4 separate regions of the Danio rerio genome follow, and regions 1, 2 and 4 are each linked to region 3. The links are chromatin contacts, called in public Hi-C and HiChIP or PLAC-seq maps. All regions are on one chromosome and are shown on one strand. Each heading gives the region's core, a stretch centred on a gene start, on an enhancer-like site or on the middle of the called end of the contact. The rest is flanking DNA. Distances are from core to core; before and after follow the strand shown. Region 1 holds the start of hspa8b (heat shock protein family A (Hsp70) member 8b). Region 2 holds the start of med13b (mediator complex subunit 13b). Region 3 holds the start of dyrk1ab (dual-specificity tyrosine-(Y)-phosphorylation regulated kinase 1A, b). Region 4 holds the start of sytl2b (synaptotagmin-like 2b).

Evidence for each region. Hi-C and Micro-C count contacts between places; a contact is called where the count stands out from the background. HiChIP or PLAC-seq counts read pairs in DNA pulled down with a chosen protein or histone mark.
Region 1: an H3K4me3 HiChIP or PLAC-seq map of gastrula embryo shows a contact between it and region 3, with 2.5 times the contacts expected there. The contact joins the promoter of hspa8b here to the promoter of dyrk1ab in region 3. A contact is called at or near these places in 1 of 18 Hi-C or Micro-C datasets (an unstated tissue) and 2 of 4 datasets of contacts at active chromatin or transcription factors (embryo and gastrula embryo).
Region 2: a Hi-C map of hematopoietic stem cells shows a contact between it and region 3, with 4 times the contacts expected there. The contact joins the promoter of med13b here to the promoter of dyrk1ab in region 3. A contact is called at or near these places in 1 of 18 Hi-C or Micro-C datasets (hematopoietic stem cells) and 1 of 4 datasets of contacts at active chromatin or transcription factors (embryo).
Region 4: a contact with region 3 is called in an H3K4me3 HiChIP or PLAC-seq map of gastrula embryo, with 3 times the contacts expected there. The contact joins the promoter of sytl2b here to the promoter of dyrk1ab in region 3. A contact is called at or near these places in 2 of 4 datasets of contacts at active chromatin or transcription factors (embryo and gastrula embryo).

Annotation. Positions count from the first base shown.
Region 1 is chr15:22,131,495-22,134,194 of GRCz12tu, reverse strand. hspa8b (heat shock protein family A (Hsp70) member 8b) reads left to right here and starts at 1,386. Exons shown (of 9, transcript NM_001200012.1): 1 at 1,386-1,670.
Region 2 is chr15:22,579,334-22,582,033 of GRCz12tu, reverse strand. med13b (mediator complex subunit 13b) reads left to right here and starts at 1,296. Exons shown (of 30, transcript NM_001083838.2): 1 at 1,296-1,924. The coding sequence starts at 1,856.
Region 3 is chr15:22,338,494-22,341,193 of GRCz12tu, reverse strand. dyrk1ab (dual-specificity tyrosine-(Y)-phosphorylation regulated kinase 1A, b) reads right to left here and starts at 1,447. Exons shown (of 11, transcript NM_001347831.1): 1 at 761-1,447.
Region 4 is chr15:22,179,079-22,181,778 of GRCz12tu, reverse strand. It overlaps sytl2b (synaptotagmin-like 2b), which reads left to right and starts at 1,328. Exons shown (of 19, transcript XM_696185.11): 1 at 1,328-1,388.

The DNA of each region.
Region 1 (2,700 bases), core at 137-2,636, 210 kb after region 3:
TCTGTGCATTCTCAGAAGGTTTTTAGAACAAACCTGAAAGGTTTCCATGGGGTATTTGACATGTTCTCAGAACCTTCTTTGAAGAATCAAAAAACTAGCATCAAATCAGTAAATAAAAACAAACCTATTAAGAAATGACAAACTGGTTGTGACAAGAACAGCACATCTGCACAAAGCATCAAGTCTGACAACAATCTATTTGATTTTGTGTCGGTTTGTCCCATTACCTATTTTCTTACATGTCCAGAAGCGCCGTGGACTTGGTGTAATCTGGGATGAACCACCACACAATGAAAATGTGCCTGTGATTAGATGAATCAGTATTTCAGGTATTTTTGGGAGTAATGGACAATGTGTGCTCTGGACCAAAGAAGAAAAGAATCATTCAGTCTGTTACCAACAAAAAGTCCAAAAGCCAAGGTGCGTCATGGTATGGGGTGCTGTCAGTGCCCTTGGCAAAGGTAACTTGGACTTCTGTGATGGCACCATTAATAGTGAAAAATATAGAGATGTTGGAGCACAATATGCTGCCTTCTTTTCCAGGAGGCCCATGCATATTTCAACAAGACACTGCAAAACCAAATTCTGCATACATTACAAAGTCCTGGTTGTGGAGGAAGGGGATACAGGTGCTTAACTGACCTGCCTGCAGTCCTGTCCTGTCTCCAATAGAGAATGTGTGGCACATTTTAAAGTGCAAAATGAGACAACAAAGATCCCGTACTGTTGCCTACTTTAAGACTTGTTTGCAAGAAAAATGAGACAAAATTATTCCGGAAACACTTCAACACTTCATGTCAGTCTATGAACATCTTTTAAGTGTTGTGAAAAGGAATGGCAATATTACATAGTGGTAAATGCATAACTGTTCCAACTTTTTTGAAACATGTAAAAATAATCTAAATTGGAACATGTATTTATTTTGAAAACAAAACAAAACTAAACTAAAAATAAACAACAACTATAAATACCATGACAAACAAATTAAATGTTTGTTGAATTGGCTGCAATAAAATACAAGTCAAAATAAATGTAGAATCCCTACCTTCTTTTTTTATTTGCGTTTTCCATACTGTCCCAACCTTTTCTGATTTGGGACTAGAATGAATGGTAATAAAAGTAGCTTATTTAGCTGAACTTTCATTTCAACAAATAAAGCAGCCCTGCAAAAAACAGTGTACTTTGTACTTTTTCAGTACTTTGTACAGACGTTTGTTTGTTTGTTTGACGCCAATAAATGATTCCTTAATTGCATGTAATAGGATAATTTAGATTTTTTTTATATGCAGTGAATAAAGCTGCCTTTGCGCATGTTGGCCCATAGGTTTGGCCTGAGCTTTGTTGCATTACACCGTTCTGTCCAGCAGGCGTCAATACCATGCAGTGTTTGGACTGAATCATCGTTTCTCCCATCACTTCTTTAAACAGTCTGGAATGTTCTGGGACTCCGTGGATCGATTCTTTTAGAACATTCTGCACGTTTATAGGCTGACTTCAGCAGGGAAAAGTTCCGATGATGTGATTGGCTGCAGTGCTCGGTTCATGTTCTGGACTGTTCTCTGGAAGTGTTAAAACGCATCACAGCTCTCTTCTGCTGCCAGACAGAACTCGTGTGCGCATTTCTCGAGCTGCTACACCACAGGTGATTCACAGACTCGGCAGTATTACTGGTGAGAAGTATTTTGATTTTTAATATTATTGTCATGCATTGAAACTTTAACAGTCATTTATGCATGCTATTACGCTGACTGATACATAAAATTAGCTGCAATCCGATAGTTACTTAGCATCTTAATGGGCTTTTGTTGTTATTATAAAATTGCTATGAAAATCACCATTTCACATAAACCTAATGTCATTGTAAACAGTGAAAGTGAGTGACGCTGTCATTTTCGCAACATCTGCTCGAGGACGAGAAAATAATCTGAAAACAAAAGTTTCATGTTTTGAGCGATGTGTGTTTATGTTAATGTGTTATTCAGGCACTGCAAACATTAAATAGTTTGCAAACATTAAATCAGTTTGCTCACAAACCGTCAATAATTATACGGAATGTTCTCGAACGTTAAGAATTTGTGGTATTTGAACGTTTTCGAAAGGTTTTGCGTGCGCACGCGCTTAATAACGGTACTTTATCCCATTGAATGTTCTGGAAAATCATTCCAGTATCTATAATCGGTCACTTCCAACTCTTAAAATCCTACAATACTTATGGAAATCACGGATGTTGCATAATAGTTTGGACTCATCTCGGAGCAAACAGGGCAAACGTTTATCCAAAGCGACCAGAAAATAACACTGATTTATCATAGAGAGAAAAAAAACAGTGCCAAAATAAAGTTAAATGTGTTCAAGTTAGGAAACAAAGTTTGAAGTTCAAGCTAAAAACGAGATGCATTTTAAATAAAAGTAAATACATTTTTTATCAGGATGCAGTGAAAGAAAGAGTTTTACAAAAAATCAAGAGGTCATTCTAGATCCCTTTTCATGAGTAGAGCATGACATTATATATATCTTAACACTGAAATGGAGGTCTTCAGGGATTTGTATGCAAGTCCGTTAGAAAAGCTAATATAAATAAATACAAAATAACCTTCTGTATCCTACAGAAGAGAAAAGTCAACTACATCTGGGATCATTAGATGAAGGATACATTGAACAAATCTATTGGATTATATTAAATCTTCTTAGATTAAAAAT
Region 2 (2,700 bases), core at 47-2,546, 240 kb before region 3:
CTTGATTTTTCCTGTCTATTACAAGTTTTTTTTTTTTAGTTAGACTGGGTCCAGTTTCGGCTTTGGTACTCATTCATTGTATTTTATTGTAAAGCATCTTATAGAAAATATTCATTTAAAGGGGAGCTCTGTGAGGGGTGTTCTCGTGTTTTTCAAGTATAAAAATACATTTCACTCCAATTCATACAGTTATGAATTAGTATGTCATCGGTTATCAGTGATGATATTTTTAACAAATTAATACATTTTAAAATAATTAATATTAAATTTGTCTTATCACAATTGCACAGACGGATTATGTTTGACTGATGTATGTAAACTTGATCAACAAACACAAAAAATGTGAGTATTCATTTGTGGTCGCTGAAATAAAAGATATTTTTAATACTTGTGAAATATTTAATGCTGAAATAAACTGATTTAAAAAGTAAAAAAAGAAGTTCAGCCAAGCATAAAATAACCTAAAATTTTAGATAGTTTTTTTAGGGGTTTTCATAGCTTGTGCATCAAAGGGTTAAACTTTGTATTTATTTAATATGAATTTATTCATCACCACATTGTTTTTTTGATCTATTGAAATTTTGAAAATTATAATAATATTTTACTGCCTCTTTCCACCCAAGTCAATATATATAACAATATAACAATATATATTGGGTTACTTTGCGTTACTTAGTTAATTTTTAAGTATGTGAAATGTTAAAGTATGTGTTAACTTATTTCTAAGTAAGTTATTTTTTAGATTGAAAATGCAATATATATATTTATATATATATATATATATATATATATATATATATATATATATATATATATATATATATATATATATATATATATATATATATATATATATATATTGTTATTGCTATAATATATTGTAAGGTAAAAATAATTCATCCCTCTATATATATATATATATATATATATATATATATATATATATATATATATATATATATATATATATATATATATATATATATATATATATATATATATATATATATATAATCTTTTGTTTACCCAACACTGCTTTTAAGCATTAAATAAGTATACATGTTTGGTCAGCGTTAGACAGATCTATTTCCCTAAAAGGAGTGATTTGACAGCTCTGTTGGTGATGAGTCGACTCTTTTGGATCTTTGTGGAATCCAGCATCGACTCTTTCCTCTCGCGAGTCGCGGCGCTGCCAATCGCAGGCGAGTAGAGTAGAGTAGAGCAGCCTGGAGTCGAGTGTAGTGGAGTTGTGTCCCTGTGGCCGCCATTAAAGGATGCGACCAATGTATTCAAACAAACCAGTGAGACACAGCTGAGCGCTGCACGGCACAGCCTCTTTTAACTGCGCTTTTTAATCCACGACGCTACACTTTTTATCACCAACTTCTTCGCGAATGGCCGTCAACGACAGCCCGACAACGACCTGAAGAGGAGAGTGTGATTTTAGCGAGATTTACAGCTGAACTCTTCTGTCTTGAACTGTTTGTTGCTGCCTCGCTTAGCCAAGGCTAACATCCAGCTAGCCTGATGCTAGGCTAAGCTAAAGGGGGAGGGCTGAATTCACCTCCCTACCCCCTCGGACTGCTGTACTTGCATATTATTTAATGTAGCGAAATCCGCGGGGAGAACAGCATATCTCGCCGCGGATCATGGTAAAGTTTTTAGCGCATTTTTCTTGGTAACGTAAGCGAGTAACCTCTAGCGGAATAATAGCGGAGCTAAGCTAATTAGCTCGCTGGACGCGGAGCCGTCCTGCTGATTGTGTCCGAGACACGGAGACCCGGTCCAAAAGCCTCGATCGCATCATCTGTTCCTGGGATCTGAAAGAGAGGATGGCTCGCCGGACTGCGCTTTGATGATGAGTTCTTGTTTTGTACCCAACGGGGCGAGCCTGGAGGACTGCCACTCCAATCTATTCTGTCTGGTAAGAGATCAACTGACTGTGGGCCAGAAGCCATTTTTAGCCGGCCAGTCAATCAAACAGAGGCCTGTTGCTCTTTATACGAACTAAACACCCGCTTTATAAACGTATGTTAGGCGTTCAGGTGTGTTATGGTGTTGTGTAAACGGAGGTTTGCGTGTGGGATGCGGCTTTGTTGTGTTATTTGGGTCGTGTTTGCTAACGTTGGTAAACACTTGCTGAACTTACTGACTGGAACAAGTAGTTGGCATGAAGTATCTCTGAAGTGGAAAAACAGCTTCAGGGAAAGTGATGATGTACAACAGCAGCAGTGCAAAATCAAGACGCTGCAAGCATAACAATTGGTTATTTTGAGATTTCTTTCATAACCACTACTTTTCAGTGTTTATCTCGTCGCAAGTGTCTTTTAGTTCTCATCTACAAAACATTTTCCTCTTAGAAGGAGTCTGGATTTTTTAGTTCAGTAGCACTTGCAATGACTAAACTTTCCCAATTATATTCTTATCCTTTTTATAGCTTTGAGAGAGAGATTTATTTATATAGTCTATAGTAGCCAGATTTTTATATATATATATATATATATATATATATATATATATATATATTTCTTGGTTTGCTTATGGAGTGGTAAAAATATAAATTTGTAAATAAAATTATGACATAAAAGGTAAATATTTACGTGATGTTGTTTGCATGTTTTGATCATGTGTTTCATCACTTGTTTACAAGTCAAATTTAATTTGAAAAAGTGTTAATATTTTTTTACAAGAAAAATATAG
Region 3 (2,700 bases), core at 198-2,697:
CTCCATATTAACTATAAATAACTTGATGTAAAGCGAGCAAAGTAGCCAGAGTTAAACGGAGTGATAGAGACAGGTAAAGCGGACCTTACCTCTCTAGCTGAACTAGCCATTCATCGGGCTCGATCGGACTCGTTTAACGTCACGCAAAAGTCTAAACTCGTAACGTACTACATGACTGAGCAATGTTTGCTGGATAACTATGGTTAGGCATCACATCGCTGGCTAATGTCAGCCCCCCCTCCCCCGACAGGAAACCAGCCTGATGGCTAACTGACAACACGCTAGTCATGGGGCTTCATCATCATCGCCATCATCATCCTCATCACCAGCAGCGTTACCAACCAAACACTCCCATCAGACAGATGATGTGATCATAACGTTAAGTTACACTTCTCTAATCACCAGCTGGCCGACTTTCTGATGGTGTATAAAATCACTAGGCTTAGCAAAACACACACGACGTTTGCTCTAACAAGCTGACCTAACGTTAGTGTTGCTACACACGGGTTGCGTTACCGGTTTGACCACTAACAGGCTAACGTTATCCTAAAACTTGTGCAAATGCTTAGGGGGAGTGTAAAAGCACGCGGAGGTGATCGGACGAGCTAACAATGATCGCTAACTAACAGAAGAAAGTTATTAATCGGCTAGCCGTTAGGCCGAATAATCCTAGCCTGTAGCTTCCACCATTCACAGTTTGTAAACAAATCCACAGAGGCTATATGATCCATTTAGACCTCCACAAATGTCAAAGACTCACCTTTAATGGTGTGATCTTCATTTAAAGTCCCAGATCCAGTAAGGTAAAGCGACTGATCCAGTTTCTCTACGCTGCTTCCAATAAGACACCCCTAATGTACTGAGCCAGACGGGGCTAAACGCCTTCCTATTTGAGCTGACAGGTACAACAGCGTCTTTCCAGTTCGTGTTTGCCCGTGTCAGACTTCATTTGTGCGTTGATCATGGTTTATAAGTGGTGAAGTGAAGGCTAGCGGCTAGTTAGCGCTCTGTCTCAGTGACTTGAACGAACGCAGCTAACCAGCTAGCGCTCGGAAACGCGCATTGAAGATTCTTCGCTCCTGGAGAGGCGGAGACGCGAATTAACGGGGTTCAAAGGCAAAATTAGTCGCGAAAAAACAACGGCGTGAGGATGCCGTAAAAAGAGCTGCGTAAAAATGTGAACAAAACCCGTTAAGATTTTCTGTCAGTTTTCACAAAATGGCGCGCGTTCCAAACCTGCGCAGCGGACCGGCCCGGCGGACCCGAGACACGGACTACTAGCCCACCAAATATACTCCAGACATTCCGATTCTTTGTCCCCGATGTGGTTTTTAGTCCGACCCGGTTGGCGAAGGCTTTTCGAAACTGTCACTGTTAGGAGCGCGTGACTGCATTATTCCGGCGGGAAGCGAAAACATTTGAAAGATTAAAAAAGCAACTGACAAAATGGCGACAGCCTGGCCTGTTGCTATGGCAACTGTCAATCAAGCAGCCTAGTACCCGGATGCTCAGATGACGATTCGTAGGAGGGGAGCAGTAAAGGTTGTGTCAGTCAAGTAGAACTGTCATACAGAACACAATAGTTTAATCATTTCGCTAAAAGATACACAGTTTGGCCTGCATTTAATTTTTTTTCTATTAATAGCTTGCACAAAGTTTTTGAAAATCAACTGCAAAATGTTTGAATCAACCCAAGCACACTAAAAATGTAACGTTATACAATTTGTTATCAGCAAATACCATAAAGGGACTTTAGTATATCAGTTATGCTTTAAAACATCAGAATTGATATTTGCAGTTTTTAAAGATGATTAAAAACCAAGTAGCCTATGTTTGGGTTGGACTATAGTTTGGCTAATGTGTTGATATTGAATAGAAATTTTGCCTTATTTGTGTACCAGTTTTAGTAGCTACAAATTAATATGGTTGTTAAAGCAAAACCATGGCCTAACCTCAAAACCTGTTTATTTATTCATTAATTGCTTGAATAGTTTATTTCAGCAAAACATGCATGTGATAAATTACTCAAAATTTTGTAACATTAATGTTTTAAAACACCAGTTTAACAGTTTTTACCTTTAAACTTTAAACTTTTTATTGTGCGTTCTGCTTGGCACAGAAAGGAAATTTGTCTGTAACACTGGATTTAAGACAACAATTCCATACATACAACCACCACCCAATAACAACACTCATCAAGACAACAACAGAAGTAAAAAATGTAAAAACCACCTTAGCCCCATACATATTTTCCGCAGGTTTAATGTTGTTGTTGTTGTTTCAAAAAGACCACTACTCAACAAACACGGTGGATTCCTTTATAATCCCACTATATAAAGTTTTGTATACCATTGTTTTTGGGAACCAAAAGTTCCTTCCCAAACCCCCAAAAAGGAATTAATTAAATAAATAAATAAATAATAGATCTAATTATACTCCCAAACACTAGAATATGGAAGTACCCTTTACTGTAGCTTCTGATCACACATAAAACATGTTGTTCAGCTTCACATCATATTTTCTAGTGCAAATGTTTACAAATTCTTAAATTATTTCAAAAGCAAAACTATGTTAGTTAAGAAGTTTTGTTTTCTGTGAAACCGATCTAAAAGAAACAAGTGCATTAAAGCAAAAACCTAAAGTCATAGGAACTGTGGTACGTAGTTTGTTCCTCCTGGGCTGAAATATCCATTTCCTTCT
Region 4 (2,700 bases), core at 79-2,578, 160 kb after region 3:
TTGTCTAAGCAGATCCTTCAAGTAGGTTTTAGGGTGAAGCCACCAAAGATCAAACTTGTGTAATTATTACCATGGGAATTCGGAGGCCAAAGCAAAACCTACAACTATTCAACCTTTCCAAAACAACATGTACTGTATATTGTGGCAGACCACACTATCCTGAAAGAGGCCACATCCACCAGAGAACACCACTGTCCTGAAGGGGGTTTACCTGGTCTGAAACCATGCTTAGGTAAGTAGCATAAATATGATGAGCCGACCAGGGTTTGCCGCAGGACACTGCCATCACCAGGCTCCCTCTATTGGCTTGCCATTGTCCCACAGTGTATAATGGTGCCATCACTTCTCCTGGTAAATGGTGCAGATGTGCATGGCTATCTGAAGTAAAAGACTTATTACGTGACAATCTTCCACTGCTCCAAAGTTAATTTCAAACTACGCTGTATCATTGTTGGTGTGAATTATTAATAGTGAATTGAATTCTGAGTGACTTAAACAATTTTTTTTTCTGAGAGGTTAAAAAAGTGGTCACTGCAATAGGAACACTCAGTTTTGTTGTATATCAGAATTCAGCAAAAAAAAAATAAACTAAATAAACTTGCATAAGTTGCATAACAGCAGTAGGCTTACACATTAATCTGAGCACTATAAATTACACAGAATTAAATAGATTATTAAGGTGAAAAAAAGTATCTCCGTTTTACATGAGGTGCCTATTATGTTGTGGAATATTAAACAAACATAATAAATGTAACAAGAATGTATAATTTTCTTACTTAAATGTAAAAACAGAATAGTTATCCATTCATAAAACAAATATATAACTCATATAGTTTACCACCCGCAAGTAGTTCCAAACCTGTGAGTTTCTTCTTTATTCTGTTGAGCACAAAAGAAGACTTTCCTATTTTCCTCCCCAAGCAGGAAAAACAAATCCTATAGAAGTCTACGATTACATGTTTTCCCAGCTTTCTTCGAAATAACTTCTTTTGTGTTTAACAAGAATGCAGCCAAGTCAGACATGTTTAGAAGAGTGAAGGGTGAGCAAATTTTGACAGGTATTTTACCTCAGTTTTAAAAGAACAATATATTTAACAAGACTGAGCACTTTAAATGGCTTATAAATTACGTAATAATTGGCTTTATTATTCTATATGGCTTACATTATACTTTCGGGCAACACAATGCGTTTTCTTTGCGCAAGGTGCTGAGGCGCACTACGCACATCACGCGTCGCGTCGAACGCACAAACTTAGTCTCTGATTGGTCGACAGGTATTCAACGTCAAGACTGCGTTCAACCCTTCGGGACGGTTCGCTCAACGGGTGAAGATGTGCTCTGAGCTGCGCGTCAGTGAAGCGCTCCAGAAGTTCTGCCACGGAAACAAGGTAAGCTAACGCCTTTCTAATGGATATACACCTGTCGTTAAGCTTGAATCGACTTTACTTTTTAAGTTAAGTGTGTGAATATAAATTATCCAACGCTGTCGTTGTGCTATTGGGTCTTGCGTAAAATATATGACGTGTCTTGATCGATAGACTGAGATAAAGCTACAAAAGTAGCCTATATATTTACATAGTTTTTAATGTGAGAGAAGTACTCTCTGGTTGATTTTGAGGGATTACCGAAACTATTTTCAAATGAATGGTGGAACACAATTTAACTTAATTAACTAAAGTTAGTTAATGTATAGGTTCATTAAGATACTTATGGTTCCATTGCGTTTATAATGTTAATGCATTATAACAGTACAATTCAACAAAAAACAAACTGAAAGCACATGAATCCCGAGACAGCTGTGCTTTTACCATCGCAAACAGGACTACACCACATTATCCTGTTTATTAAATTCAATTACAAGTTCAAGAAGTCAACTGATAAACTCTTGAAGCTCTAAAGGGCTCATTGTGGTTAAATTGGCATGAACAGAAGAAACAAATGGCCAAAAGTGCGACTTAAAGTTGATATGTAAAATATAGGCCTGCTGCTTTTCAAAAACTGCAGTTTGCCTCTTAAGAACTTATTAAATTTAATTCACCCTAATGCAATTTGCAATGAAGAGCTTCATTTGATGAGCCAAAACGTCTTCAGTCAGACACAGGATTCAGGATGTGGAATTACAGCAACAAATATTGCCAATCAATCAGCATGTTAAACCCTTTACTGATGAGCTAAATATGTTTTATTTTCTCTCATTCTACCAAATGCTTAATCATAATTGCAGACTTCACATTAAAGAACTTGCATTTCAGTTACCCATGCTTATTAAGCTCCTAACCAGTGTAAAGTATTTAAATCTCATTGCTATTTCATTGTCATGGCTGTTTGTATAATGTTATTAGGCTGCCTTTGTCATTTCTTTAAGGCTTGTTTTGATCAAGGTGTAACCCAGAGTAAATAGTGTCTCAGTGAGCTGTTTTCAAATATTTGCAGAGCTAACTTGACATGCTGGTGTCTTAAGCAATAAATACAGTCATATGGTCTTGTAAGGAACTTTTTTAAAGACAAATGCACACAGTGTGTGTGTGTGTTTGTAGCTACATAGATATAATCTTATAATGTTAATAGAACATATTAAGTCCATTTTCCTGACATTACCCCTAAGTGGGATCAGCATTATGCAATTTCAGTTCAATAGCAAACTTAATAATTTTCCATAAATGTGCTCGATCTAAAGGTCTGCCCCTTCTCATGGTCAAC